Regions from separate parts of the Mus musculus genome. Here region 1 is linked to region 2. Evidence: chromatin contacts called from public Hi-C data. All regions are on one chromosome and are shown on one strand. The core of a region is the stretch at or near the end of the contact, and the rest is flanking DNA. Distances in the headings are between cores, read along the strand shown.

What was found. Hi-C and Micro-C count contacts between places; a contact is called where the count stands out from the background.
Region 1: a Hi-C map of the C2C12 cell line shows a contact between it and region 2, with 1.8 times the contacts expected there. The contact joins two enhancer-like sites. A contact is called at or near these places in 3 of 484 Hi-C or Micro-C datasets (the C2C12 cell line and uterus) and 1 of 115 datasets of contacts at active chromatin or transcription factors (fibro-adipogenic progenitors).

What each region holds. Positions count from the first base shown.
Region 1 is chr15:33,461,406-33,467,927 of GRCm38.p6, forward strand. It overlaps Cpq (carboxypeptidase Q), which reads left to right. Exons shown (of 8, transcript NM_176073.4): 6 at 5,221-5,312. Among named protein-coding and RNA genes, the nearest start is that of 4930592A05Rik, 190 kb to the right of the region's middle. Within about 2 kb of position 5,091, at least 16 of the 459 cell types and tissues checked have an H3K27ac peak or open chromatin away from gene starts, as enhancers often do. A contact at or near this core is called in the C2C12 cell line, where this site is marked.
Region 2 is chr15:33,325,892-33,332,680 of GRCm38.p6, forward strand. The region is part of intron 4 of Cpq (carboxypeptidase Q); the gene reads left to right. Among named protein-coding and RNA genes, the nearest start is that of Cpq, 250 kb to the left of the region's middle. Within about 2 kb of position 4,615, at least 20 of the 459 cell types and tissues checked have an H3K27ac peak or open chromatin away from gene starts, as enhancers often do. A contact at or near this core is called in the C2C12 cell line, where this site is marked.

The DNA of each region.
Region 1 (6,522 bases), core at 3,841-6,340, 140 kb after region 2:
TGTATGTGTGTGTGTGTGTTTGTGTATGCACAGGCACATGCACACACACAATTAAAACATAAAATGAAAAATGAGAATTAGATTGGATTTAAGATATTTTATTTAAATAAAGTATAAATTAAAATTTAAGATGTAATTAAAGTTAAAATAATGCATTATTCTCATTTGGTGCTCAGATATATTTTGCTTTGATCTTATCCATAAAATGTTTTCTGACTGTTCTTACCTGAAAAGTGAGGAAGTTCTTTGTGTTTGTAATGGAACATATTCTTGCTGAGGTATGCATGCATCTCACTCTAAAATAGGCTGTGTTTTCTACAGCTTAACTGAAATATGAATTTTCCATGACTGAGGGTCTATACAATAGTGGTGTCCTAAGACTGTGGAAGAGACATAAGCAAGATGCTTTGTATTGGTTCTACCACTCTGGAAACTTGTTACCAGATGTAAAGCCATCTAGAATTAGGCACAGAGAAGTAAGAAGTAGTCCTTGAAAGCATAATATGTTCCAGAGAATCTGACCAATACATGTGCTATGTAACATTACCTATGACTGACACATGTGTTAGGTAAGATTGTTTTTGTCTTATCCCATTTATTTTCTTGGTAATTCCATGAAGTGGTCATTATTTATTTTACTGTGTAGAAGAAACCAACAGGGTTCAGAGATGGTACAGCAGGAATGAAACATAGCTCCTTCAGACCCCAGGGTCAACACGTTGATTCCTAGGAGGCCTAGGAATCAAAATGGCACATTAGACATAGGTCCAAGTCAATAGATGAAATCCCATTCATTTCTCTCAGTTTAGCAGCAATCAGATTGTGAGAGTGAAAGGAGACTTCTGAGTCACTTAGGCATCAGCTAACCCCCCAGACTCCTTTTCTCCCATGGGCCCTTCACTTTGTGAAGTAGGTGTGAATGGGTGCTGGACTTCTCATGGACTCAAAGGGGCTCTGTAGGTTTTTTAGGGCCAACTATGCTTATGTCTTTTGGAGGTCTCAATATCACTTACTTCAAACAGGTTGCTTCTGTACTACATTAATGACTCCACTGGCCCTCTGATCAATTTGAAATACGAGAGAGACTACTCTTTTCTTTGTGATAATGACTTTCAATGGTGAATTCAATCTGCAGAGATCTTCAGAGCAATGGCTTTAAAAATGAATTTCTGTGCCCTGTACTATCTGTTTATTCTTTTAAATAAGTCCATCCTTTTAATAATTCAGGGTGCCATGTTGCTGTTAGGTGTAGAGAAGTTTAAATAAGTGTAGTTCTTCAGTTTCTGAAAGATTCAGGTAACATTATTAGAGAGGTAGAACAAAGGTAAGGTACAGAAGATAGTGAGAAAAGCTATGAATTACCATCCTTTAGATGGGGCACAGCCCTCAGAATCATAAAATTACAACAGCTGCAGTAACTTGCATTGGGCCTTCACAAGATCAGCCCTGTAATTAGCTAGTGTTGGATAGCAAGGGCACCACAGTGCCCTCTACGTTATTCATTACTAAGCTATTGGCTACTGACAGAGTCTGGGAGTGAAGCAGTCATCTTCCTCAGCTGTCTATTCACCAGTGAATCCATCAGGCTCCAGTGGATAGTTCCAAAGCCGTGATCACACATTTGGTCCTGATTTAATTCAGTTGGTCACAAAACAACAAAAAGACATAAAAGTGGGAGGAGATTTGTAGGGAAATTGTGTGGAAGGTAACAGGAGTCTTAGGGAAATAAGAGAAGGTGGGTGGAAATGAGAGTCATCCAAATGCATTAACAAGTGTGGAAAACTAGATTTTCTTTAAAGTATGCAACACTAGTATATATTACTCTTTCCTTTGCTGCACACACACACACACACACACACACACACACACACACACAAAGCTTATTTGACTTACATAATCTTCAAGCACATCTTTTTCTCTTTTCTTGTTTTTTGTTTTTTCCTTTCCTTTTTCTCTTTCTTTCTTTCTTTTTTGTATGGTTTTAGGCTTTTGGGTTTTGTTTTGTTTTTTTTTTTTTTCATGATAGGGTTTTTCTGTGTAGCTCTGGCTGTCCTGGAACTCTCTTTGTAGACTACAATGATTTCACACTTACAGAGATCCACCTGCCTCTGCCTCCCACGTGCTGAAATTAATGGTGTCACCACCATACCAGTCTACATCTTTTTCTTTAAGATTTATTTATTATTATCTTATGTGTATTTGTCAATGCTTGCATGTATGTTCATACACTACATATTTCTCTGGTACCCATGGAGGAAGAAGAGGACTTCAGATCTCTTTGGAATTGGAGTTCCAGTCTATTGTGAAAAAACCCAAGTCTTCTACAAAAGTAGCAATATTCTTAGCCACATAGCCATCTCTACAATACCATCAAGTATACTTTAAAAAAAATTGGACAAAGATCTTTAGAAATCCTGATTACATCACTTTCCTTGACAACTTTGTGAAGTTTATGCCATAGTTGACTGTTATAGTTGACTATGGAGCCAGTGTTGGGTGCTTCCTCTCTTCATTGCCAATTCCTTAAAGACCTTGGAAGGATTTCCTCTCTGAGTATGTAAGTGATTCTTTTCCTCTGGGTGTGTGTGAAAAGTATGTTTTGTCCTAGACAGTTATCATGTAGCTTTACAGTTCATTATTAATGTCAATTGCATGCCTCATACATCATTCTGGCCATCGAGAGGAAGAATTATAGCACAGATCTATAATATGATCTCTACTTGTCAAACAAGCAGGCTGGGTTCCACCAACTACTGAGTAGCTACACAGCTGTGAACCATCAAAGGTGGGATTTACTAGATATGACCCCCTTTCTCACATATAAAACCTTGAAATGAGCTTGAAGAAACATTCTAGGAAGACATGTAGCTGTAAAAGTAGCTTTGAATTTTATTTGAACTGTAATTCCAGTTCTAGGGGACTTGATCCCTCTTTTAGCCTCCTCAGTTCTAGGGAACCTAATGCATACATAGGTACAAGCAGAACATCCATAACCTTACCATATTTTTAAAAATTTGAGTATAAACTAGGACCAGTAAATATGGCTCACTGGTTAAAGGCATTTTTTGCTAAGCCTGGCACCTGAGTTAGATCCCAGGACCCAAATGGTAGGAAAAAAAAACACAATTTGTCCTCTGATCTCTACATGTTGGCCCTACCATACTTGTAGCTTAAAAAAAAGAAAAGATAACTTAAACTCTAAATCTTTGCCTTTCAGAAGCTAGTAGTATTGGAGGTTTGGGTCAGAAAAATAGTGTGGTCTGGCTTCACTTTTGCAAAGATCCTTCCAGCCACAATCATCTGAGGGAAGGAGAGGGCTGCAGCAGCAAGAGAGATAGGTGGCCGAAATGGTTCAGTCAGTCGAGGCTGGAACTTTGGACCAGAGACTAATGACCTGGGCTCTATATAGACTGTAAAGAAGTGTCAGCAGTATTTCCTGAGGAGGTACTTTGCTCAGGCTTTCCCAGGAACTCAGACTGCAGGCATCTGGGACCTGGGTTTTTTCACCTAATGTTTCCATGTGAAATGATGTCACAGCTATGCTCACCTCAAGGGAAGTAGAGCTCCTTACCTCAAGATTCTTATCATCAGGCTTCTGCAAGGAGAATGTGTCAGTGCCTGGAGCGGGCAGGATGGGCTTGATGGCTCAGGAGCATTTACTGCCCAAACTGTAGCTTGTGGAAAGCTGCAGGTATGTGGATATACCTGAGATTGGTAATATGGCTGCCTCAGAGCCACTGAAAAATCCACTGCGATCATCTCTAACACTTCACCTGCAGGAAGGTGGATGAATCATTAGAATAAGATTGAAGGCCACTTTTATATTCTCTGCTTTTGCTACTTACTAGCAATTATCAGGTTAAAAGCAGGAGAAATTTTAGCCCTTGGTAGCAAAGTGGCTCACTTAAAACATTGTTTTATCATACTTTCAAAATTGAGACAAAAGTTAATAGTTAATCTGCAGTTAATGATTCCTGGAGAGTCCTGGTAACCCCCCTCCAAAAAACAAGACTCTAGGTGTGACAAGTTTACCATTAGTTAAAAACTTGAGAATTGAAGTAAAAGGATCTCAGCTTAGAGTGGTGGCTGCATCCTTGCCAAACCATTATAAGTTGTGAGGAAAAATCCTAAGTCAGTGGTTCTCAACCGTTGTGACCCCTTTGCTGGGTCAAACCACCCTTTCACAGGGTTTGCCCAAGACCATTGGAAAACAGAGGTATTTAAATTACAATTTATAACAGGACCAAAATTACAGTTATGGGTAGCAATAAAAAGAACCATATGGTTGGGGGATGCCACATCACGAAGAACTATATTAAAGGGTTGCAGCATTAGGAAGGTAGAGAACCACTATCCTAAGTATGTTCAAGCACTTCACCTGTCAAGCATCCTGTGACAGCAACTTCACACAGTGGAGGGCATTGGTGGTTGTTCCTTGTAATCATGTGACCCACTAGGAACTGTGGTTTGTTCCTACTGCTGTCCAGTCATATGAGAAAGCATCATCCTGCTGGTCTCTGGCACAAGAAAAGACAAAACCTCAGAATCCAAACGTGGTTTTCTACTAAATAGCTACATATTTGGTTACAATGTAGAAATTAGTAAGTTGAGTCTGGGACTATCTATACTCATTATTTATTGCAAATCCATGAGGTGGTTGCCATGCTGCTAGTGAAGTAATGTGAAAAAATGGCAGGCTCCTTCAATTACATTTCATTGACCTTGTCAGAATGACTCTGTTTTCCAGTACATGGCCATGACTAACCACAGACCTTGCATCAGCCTCTTAGTTATTAAGTTCCTGTGGAGAGCGTGAGAACCTTGTCCATGGATTCATGCTAAGGTGATCCCTGCTCACTGTATCCTGAAGTACTGTTAAGGGATTTGGTTCCAACTGACAGCTCTGGGAGGCTTTAAGATCTTAGGCTCCTCCTGACATTGCCTTCTAGATTAGTATAATAAATACTTCACAGAACTTGACCACACACTAGGCCCTGAAAATAACATGGGTCATAACCACTTTCACTTTTACTTTGCCCTGGAGATTATTTCTGAAGCTGTACCCTTGTGCTGTCATCTGTACCCTGAAGCAGGTGTGCATGATAACACCAGCAAGAGACGGGTGCCTCTAATTCACTCTTATCGCCACAGTGCTGATGAGGTCTCCACCACTTTAAAAACATTCAAAACAAATTGACGTGCGTTTTATTATTTTCCCAGGGCTGCGTCCAAAGAGGACTCTGCGCCTGGTGCTCTGGACTGCAGAAGAACAAGGAGGAATTGGTGCCTCCCAGTATTATGAGCTACATAAGGTAAAACTATCCAACATCTGCTGAACACTAACATTTGTAATAGCAGCATAAACCAAAAGCATTGGTTTGAATTTGGGTTTTAAAATTCTCTATAATTGTCTAAGAATTTTTAGTCCTTTGTGGCCAACTAACTGGCCAATACCCAGTCCTGTCAGCAAGAATGTTCTGGTGAGATGAAGATGCTATGTGTGGCTAATGGCCCTTCTATTGTCTGATCATACTCATGGCCCTATAAAACTCTTAGCTGAGTCTTGCCATTTTCTTAAGAGTCTTAATAGTTCTGCTGTGCTCATATATGGCAGGAAGCTAGAGAACCATTGCCTCCCCACTGAGCCAAGCTCTCTCTCTGAAGTCCTGGGATTTGAGGCCCTGATACCTGGAGTCAACAAGCAGCATCAGCTTCGTGGTGTTAGGAGGGAGTCATTCACAGATCTCTGAACTGGGAACACAGAGGACTGCCTGGTCGGATATTAAACTTAGGAGTCGGTGCTTCCTGAAGCAAGAAGGCTACTGTGGAAGACCACAATTTTCTAATCTACAAACCTTCTTCAACACTGTAGATGGGGGGTTACTTCAGAGAGCAACTTTTAAAGAGTAAAGTGTATAGGGACAGGAAACCTTGAGAACAAGTTGAACATTAGCTCAAAGAGAAGCTATTTAACTGTCCCCAGGTAAACAGGGGAAGAAAGTATGTATATGCCTGCTGTGGAGGAGGAAGAGGAGGAGGAGGAGGAGCAAACTTCTTCTTCTTTTTTTTTTTTTTTTTTTTTTTTTTGGTTTTGGTTTTTTGAGACAGGGTTTCTCTGTATAGCTCTGGCTGTCCTGGAACTCACTTTGTAGACCAGGCTGGCCTGGAACTCAGAAATCCACCTGCCTCTGCCTCCCAAGTGCTAGGATTAAAGGCGTGCCCCACCACCTCCACCACCTGGCTAGGACCAAACTTCTATTTTCAGCACCTACATACTAACTTGTAATCTCCCTGACATCCAGCCCTAAGGATCTGATGCCCTCCCCTGACTTCTATGTGTACCAGACAAGCACAAGGATCACAAACATGTGTGCAGACAAAACACCATACACATAAAATAATGTAAAAATACATAAAAGTATGAATGTACAAGCAAATCATGAGTCCCAGGAGTGGGGATAAAACAGGTTATTCACAGTTTCAGAAGTGTAAACAGTTCACAAGTAACATCACAGTGAGGTC
Region 2 (6,789 bases), core at 3,365-5,864:
CTCTCCTCTGGTGGGGAAGGTTCCCAGATGTCTGGAGTTCAGATCTGCTTCCTGGCTGAAGATGAAGGCCCGAAATGGGATCTGTCCCAGAAGCTATGTTGCTTCTGTCCAGTTCTGATTTTATTAATATAGATAGTCTTTGTGCCCTCTGGTTAGTCTGGCTAAGGGTTTATCAATCTTATTGATTTTATCTAAGAAGCAGCTCCTGGTTTTGTTGATTCTTTGTGTAGTTCTATTTGTTTCTACTTGGTTGATTTCAGCCATGGATTTGATTATTTCCTGCCATCTACTCCTCTTGTGTGTATTTGCTTCTTTTGCTTCTAGAATTTTCAGGTGTTGCTAGCATATGCTCTCTTCAGTTTCTTTTTGTAGGCACTTAGAGATATGAGTGTTCCTCTTAGCACTGCTTTCCTTGTGTCCCATAAGTTTTGGTATGATATGCCTTAATTTTCATTTAATTCTAAAAAGTCTTTAATTTCTTTCCTTATTTCTTCTTTGACCAAGTTATCATTGAGTAGAGCATTGTTCAGTTTCCATGTGTATGTATGCTTTCCATTGTTTTTGTCATTATTGAAGACCAGCCTTAGGCCATGGTGATGTGATACCATGCATGAGATTATTTCAATCTTCTTGTATCTGTTGAGGCCTGTTTTGTGGCCAAATTAATGGCCTAGCCATTAATTTGTAATTCATGTTTCTTGTGAATCATCCCAGTCTATTTTTGCACTCAGACACTTTCACAGGGCTTCTGAAGTGGATGATCCCTAAGTATAAACTTCAATAGAATCACAATGCATCCACATTTGAAGATTATTGTAAGTCTTATTGCTGTATAAAGTTCATATACTGGGGAAAGTTTTCTATGGTGGTTTCTTAGCTTAAGTTCCTTTCTGAAAGAAACCTGAGATAAGAATTGACATGTGCTTTATTGGTGGAAACTATATCAAGGAACAGAAGTAGGTAGATTTGCAACAGCAAAGGAAGGAAGACAATGGCTGGCCAAAATGACTTATTAGGTAAAGGCACTTGTTATCAAGCCTGATGACCTAAGATTGATCCTAAGGACCCACATAACTCTTGAAAGTTATTATCTTACCTACCTATACATACTCCACTAGAGTTCACTTAAGACCCTCATGTACAATTGTTTTCCAGAGTATAGTGTTTATCCTCCAGCTCCTGATCCCTTCTGACCAAGCATTATCCCATGGTTGTCAATTCCATTGTACCTTCAGCTCTATCCATGCATCAAAACAACTGTAGGTTCCTGGTAGCCTCATAACCGAAAAGAACACAAAGCTCTGGGCAGAAAATGAGAAATGCCAGATGAAGCTGAGCAAGGTATATCACATGAGCTTTCTGCACAAGCCCTTACTGCAGCAATAATGGGGAAAATACTTTGAACTGATTCCCAGCACATAGGGAATTGACACAAGTAGACAGCTATGGGTATAGAATTACTTTTCCAGACCTCTTCCAAAAGGGTAAGGTACATTAAAGTGGATTACTCATTCTGTGTTTGTCTGAGGATTTCTTGGGAAGCACAGTGGAAGGGAGCTGGATAATGTCCTGAAATCCAGAGGAAAGTCATTGCACAGATTGAGGAAGTGTTCTAGCAATGCATCCTGTGTAGAAACTACTGTCTTTTATTTCTGAGTTAGCTGTTGAAGTCACTGACCAAAGTGATCTCTGCCATTTTGTAGCCACGTTTTCACTGGAGGCTTTCTAATAATCCTATTTTTGATGGGCCAAGAGCCAAGCTGTGGGCCCTCTCCAAGAGACTTAAGCAATGCTGACCTTCAAACAATTTGTGTGTTTATTCTCAAGATCTTTGTGTGATTTTTCTGGTATTGTTGTACACTCTAGCAAAGTGTCTAAATGCCCTACTTATCACCCTACATGTTTGGATAGGATGAGTTAAGTCCAGCAAGCTCATCTCAGAAATAATACTCTATCTAGAGGACCAAGAATAAAGACAGGGTCCCAAACAGAGATCTAGGAATGATGGTTAGACTGCAAGATATATGATTGAAATAGTACTCATTATATGATACTGACTCCATGCCATACATTTTTATTTGATATATTGAAATAATTCAGTTCCCATAGAAAGCTTATGACTCATGTGGAGTTATTATAAATCTGTTGGCATATGTGGTAACTGAGGTACTACAGAATCAAAATATCTAATAACTAATAAATAAGTGAACCTGGTTTCAAATCCAGGTAATTTTTGCTTAAATTTTTGCTTCTCTGATCATTGCTTTAAGCACTTTTGCTCCTTGTCCTAAGATAGAAGGTTCTTATGTATTATAAGTTCCTTCAATGCAAGCATAAAACAATACAAACTGTGTATATGGTGACCAATGTCAGAGACACATGTTTATATTCTTGCTCAGATGCTGTCAGAGAAGGAAATGGACTGGTGCCTAGTTAGGAGTTGATACTACAGTGCCCTGACCCACAGGACAGTCAAACAGGGACTTGGGGGCACCTGGAAGAGAATGGGGGAACAAGAAACACAAAGAACAGACAGCAAGTCAAGAGTCCTGACCAAGCTGACAAATTTTTATTTTTCCCACACAGGTTATATACTCATAGGAGCAAGAAGGAGGATGGAGGGGGCTTGCTTTGTCTCTCTGTAATGCACCTGTTCCCAGGAACAAGATACTGACTGGGTAAACAGTTCAGCAGGAAGATCAAAACAGAATGGGTTATAAGGCACATATTCACAAGATTTGTAGCTATTTATTCTCAGGATTTATGTCTATTTGTACTCAGCTGGGCTAGTACTTTCCCACAGAGGCCAAGACTTTATGCCAGTAAGCACTTAAGGCAGTAAATGTTCAAACAAGTTTGCTCCCAACACTACAGGACAGGAATGCAGACCTTTCAAAGTGGGAATTGTCACTGCCCATGGTTTTATTACTAAGCTCTGTGGTTCTGTACTTGATGTATCAACTCCAGCCTTGTGTCTAGATCTGAGAATTGCTTGGGCGCAATGTTGTTCTCCTGTTTCCATTTCTTAGTTTTAGTATTCTGTACATACATCCTGGTGAATTGGAAGACAAGATGCCATATGGACTATCCTACATTTAACTCACATACCATTGATTGAGAAAGGTTTGAAAGATGCTGCTATGAAATGTCTTTCATTTATTTTTCCAGCAGTTATACCATAATGAATCCCAGGTGTGGCTATAGTCATATATGTGGAAATTGAGTGTTTTCTTAATGATCAGCCAAGCAGAAAATGAGTTCACAGATTTTGAACATTGTTATTGATAGTTCTCAAGCCTCTACCCTATTATGCCTATCTTTATTCTGTATTATTTCTTTAATTTTTAATCATCATTCTTTGATATATTACGTTATTGATAACAGAATTTTGTTAATTCTCTGCCTTGGGGTGTTCTAAATGTGAACAAGAATTTTCTGCTACAATTCATTTTTCAGTAGTAGTGATATTGCCTGAGATTGGCACATATCAGACACTGGTGAAAAGATGGAGACAATCAAGGACAGCAGCAGACTGAAACAAGTGAACTTAGGCATAGAGTTTACACTGCTTTAGAGTGACTGTCCCATCATGTCCTGATAAGACAGAAGCCTGCCTGAAGTGAGATGAAGAATCTGTAGGCAAATTTCAAGGCTGAGAAATTGTTTAGAAGTCTCGCATTATCAGAGACAAAAATATCCATGAAGAGGTTAAAGTCAGGAAGCAGATTTTCTTAAAAGCTAGTTGATATTTCTATTGCTAGTAGACAAACTCTATTACTATTGCCCTTTTGGCTACACACACTGATAACCTTCCACCATGAAATGGAAGAGAAGTTTTGCTTCATTTTGTATTACAATTAAGTAACCCTTATGCTCTTCAGGATGTCTGGCCTTTTGTCCATATTCTTGGAGAATTCTAGAATTTTCCTCCCCCCCACCTCTGCCCGACACCCAGTACCATCCTAGTGTGATTCCAGTGAATCTCCAGTGCCTTCCCAACTGCTCTTCTTGATGGTGAATATTACATCTTGGATTTCATGCTCTGCCACTTGTGATGACTGCTCATAATAAAGTCAAGATATGACCAGCAATTTTAAAAAGGTTGGAATCTTCCCAGGATGTACAATGTATCTTCAACAAAGGGACAGCTGTGATGAGAACGAGGGGGCCTTAATACCTCTTTTTCCATGGATATAAAACTTTGTTATGGTAAACTAACCCTGTGATATCATATAAACTGCTGGCATTCTCGATTGTTTTAATGGCCACTCCTTATTGCCTAATGCTAAGCATTACCATCTGTTCCATTCTTAATTATAAATGCAGCAGTAATTCACAATTACATCAGCAACAGTGGGAATAAAATGGATCTCGAGGCCTGTGCTTGCCACAAGGCAGCCCTCCTTTGATTCTTTACTTCCACTGGAGGCACTTGTTAAAGAGGAGAATTTCTTGTCCTTTTCTCAGTATACTACTATCTAAGGATCATGAACATTTCTCTTAGTGAGATGGAGAATTGTGACTATTTTCTGTCTTCAGAGCTAGGGAGTGTGGGCAGTTCTTTCTCACACTACTGGGAGCAAATGATGTGATCATCCTGCTGTTATTGGCCAGTGTTTTTGTGAAAAGAGAGATTGTTGTAATAGCCAAATGCAATGAGTCACATCAATCCCCCAGAGAAGGGATGGGAGTGGACATCTTAGGAGCTTTGGTCATTATCCTGCCTTGTCAATGGAAAATAAAGGAACATTTGTGGAGAGGGATCATGTAGAAATGGAAGACATAGTCACTTTAGATTACTTAGGCTTTTTTAAAGTGGAAAAGTTCATTAAGTTATAGGATTTATCAAATTACCACTCTTTCAAACTGTCTCTTTCAAAACACAATCACTCTCTTTCCCTTTTACAGTGCTTGATCAAGTTGCTCATGGCACTGGAAGTCAGCAGAACAGGGTAGCATATAGGACATGACTGAAAGATAAAGCAACAACAGTATCTATCATTTAATAACTGTGGTTGAGACATTTGTAGTTTTTACTGCATCATGTGTGTGGGATTGTGTACATGTGTGTTTTTATGTGTCTGTCTATATGTATGTATGTATGTATGTATGTATGTATGTATGTCTCTTTGTTCATGTGTTTGTGCACATACATGCCACAATGCACACTTGGAGGTCAGACACAGCTTACTGAACTCATTTTTCTTCTATGACCATGTGGACCCTACCAACAAAAATCAGGTCATCAGACTTGGTTGAATGACCTGCTGAACCATCTTGCTAAGTCACAAACTGTTTTAGGATAAGGTAACCAAAGCATTTTTGTTTGTTTGTTTGGTTGGTTGTTTGTTTGGTTGGTTTTTTGTTTGATTTTTTTTTAACTTATTTCAATATTTCTTTAATTTGTGTGAATTTAGTCTCTGTTTTTGTTGTTGTTGTTTTAAACTTATTTCAATATTTCTTTAATTTGCATACATTTAGTCCCCTGGGTAAGTAAAATAACAGAGCATGAGGCTGCAGGTTGGCAATGAGAAGAGTTAAAGAAACAAAACAGAATAAAACATATCAGACAATATCTACGGCTCTTCTGTCCACATGAGAATGAGTAGCTCATGAATGAAGAGACCTCCCTGTTTTGGTGCCAAAGTTCAGTTCCAAGCCAGTAAGGCTTAGGCTGGTGCATGTTCTTAGTGAAGATCCAAGAACTCAAAATTTGGCAAAAAGAGAGAAGCCTGAGTCTCTTTCTACCATTACCCTTCTCCATATGGGAAGCTTCTTCTGCATTCAGCTGGCCTCTAGGCTTCTATTCATTTCCAGTGTGCTTTGGTTATTCCTCATGATAGCAACATCACAGTGGCTTCCCTCACGTCTTGCCTCTCCTGTGTAAGGTCCTCTCCCCTGCTGTCAGGCTGTCACTGAGCTGCCTTCAACTATGATATAGTAAACAAGCTCCTGAAAACCAGTCCTTTTCAACAGTAAAACTAAATATTTCCATCTTGGAAGCCTTATGTAGGAAAGCACGTAAAAATGTTAAATGTAAGCATTAACATTCAGAGGTTTTCTCATGTGGCCTGCTACTATTTCCTTTGCCATTGCTTTTTGCAAAGTCTGTGGATACTTTATAGAACCCAGGCTTACAAAACAGCCCAGAAGCAGCCCTGTTCTGATGAGAGAAATATGGGCAAAAGAGTCAGCTAGCCCAGAGCATAAGTCCAGGTTTGACAGTGTGACTACTGGACATCAAATGTATTCTCCAAGTCACACTTGGCCTATCTAAGAAGTGACCATCACAGTACTCAGTGCTGGTGGACACTGTAAGGATTAATGCAGCTGCTGTCTGCACAGTCCTCAATGACAGAATGGCAAAGTGCCTAGCCTCACACCCCCAAAGCCATGAAGAATTTCTTTATGATGTTTTTTTCCCTCATTAGGAAGCTTTTGCTAGACGAATGTCATGCAGAAGTTCTTTAACAAATGACATAAATTTATTTTACTGAAAGAAGTAAGAAATGATATTTCTCCAGTTTTACCCACTACTTTATTTGAGGTTACTCTCTTCCTTACTCTTTCACTGTAGGCAAGGTGGCAGAGGCATTCTCTCTGTTCAGCATCTGCATTAGGGATATCTTGTATATGCTGAGTACATCTTTGTAAACATATTGTTTGTTTTAATCTAGGCTTTTTATGTCAAATGCGTCTCAAAGTTTCACTCTAATTATGATGGCTAAAAATACTTATTAAAAAGCACATTAAAAGATAAAGCTATTTTGAGCACTCAGGGCCACATAA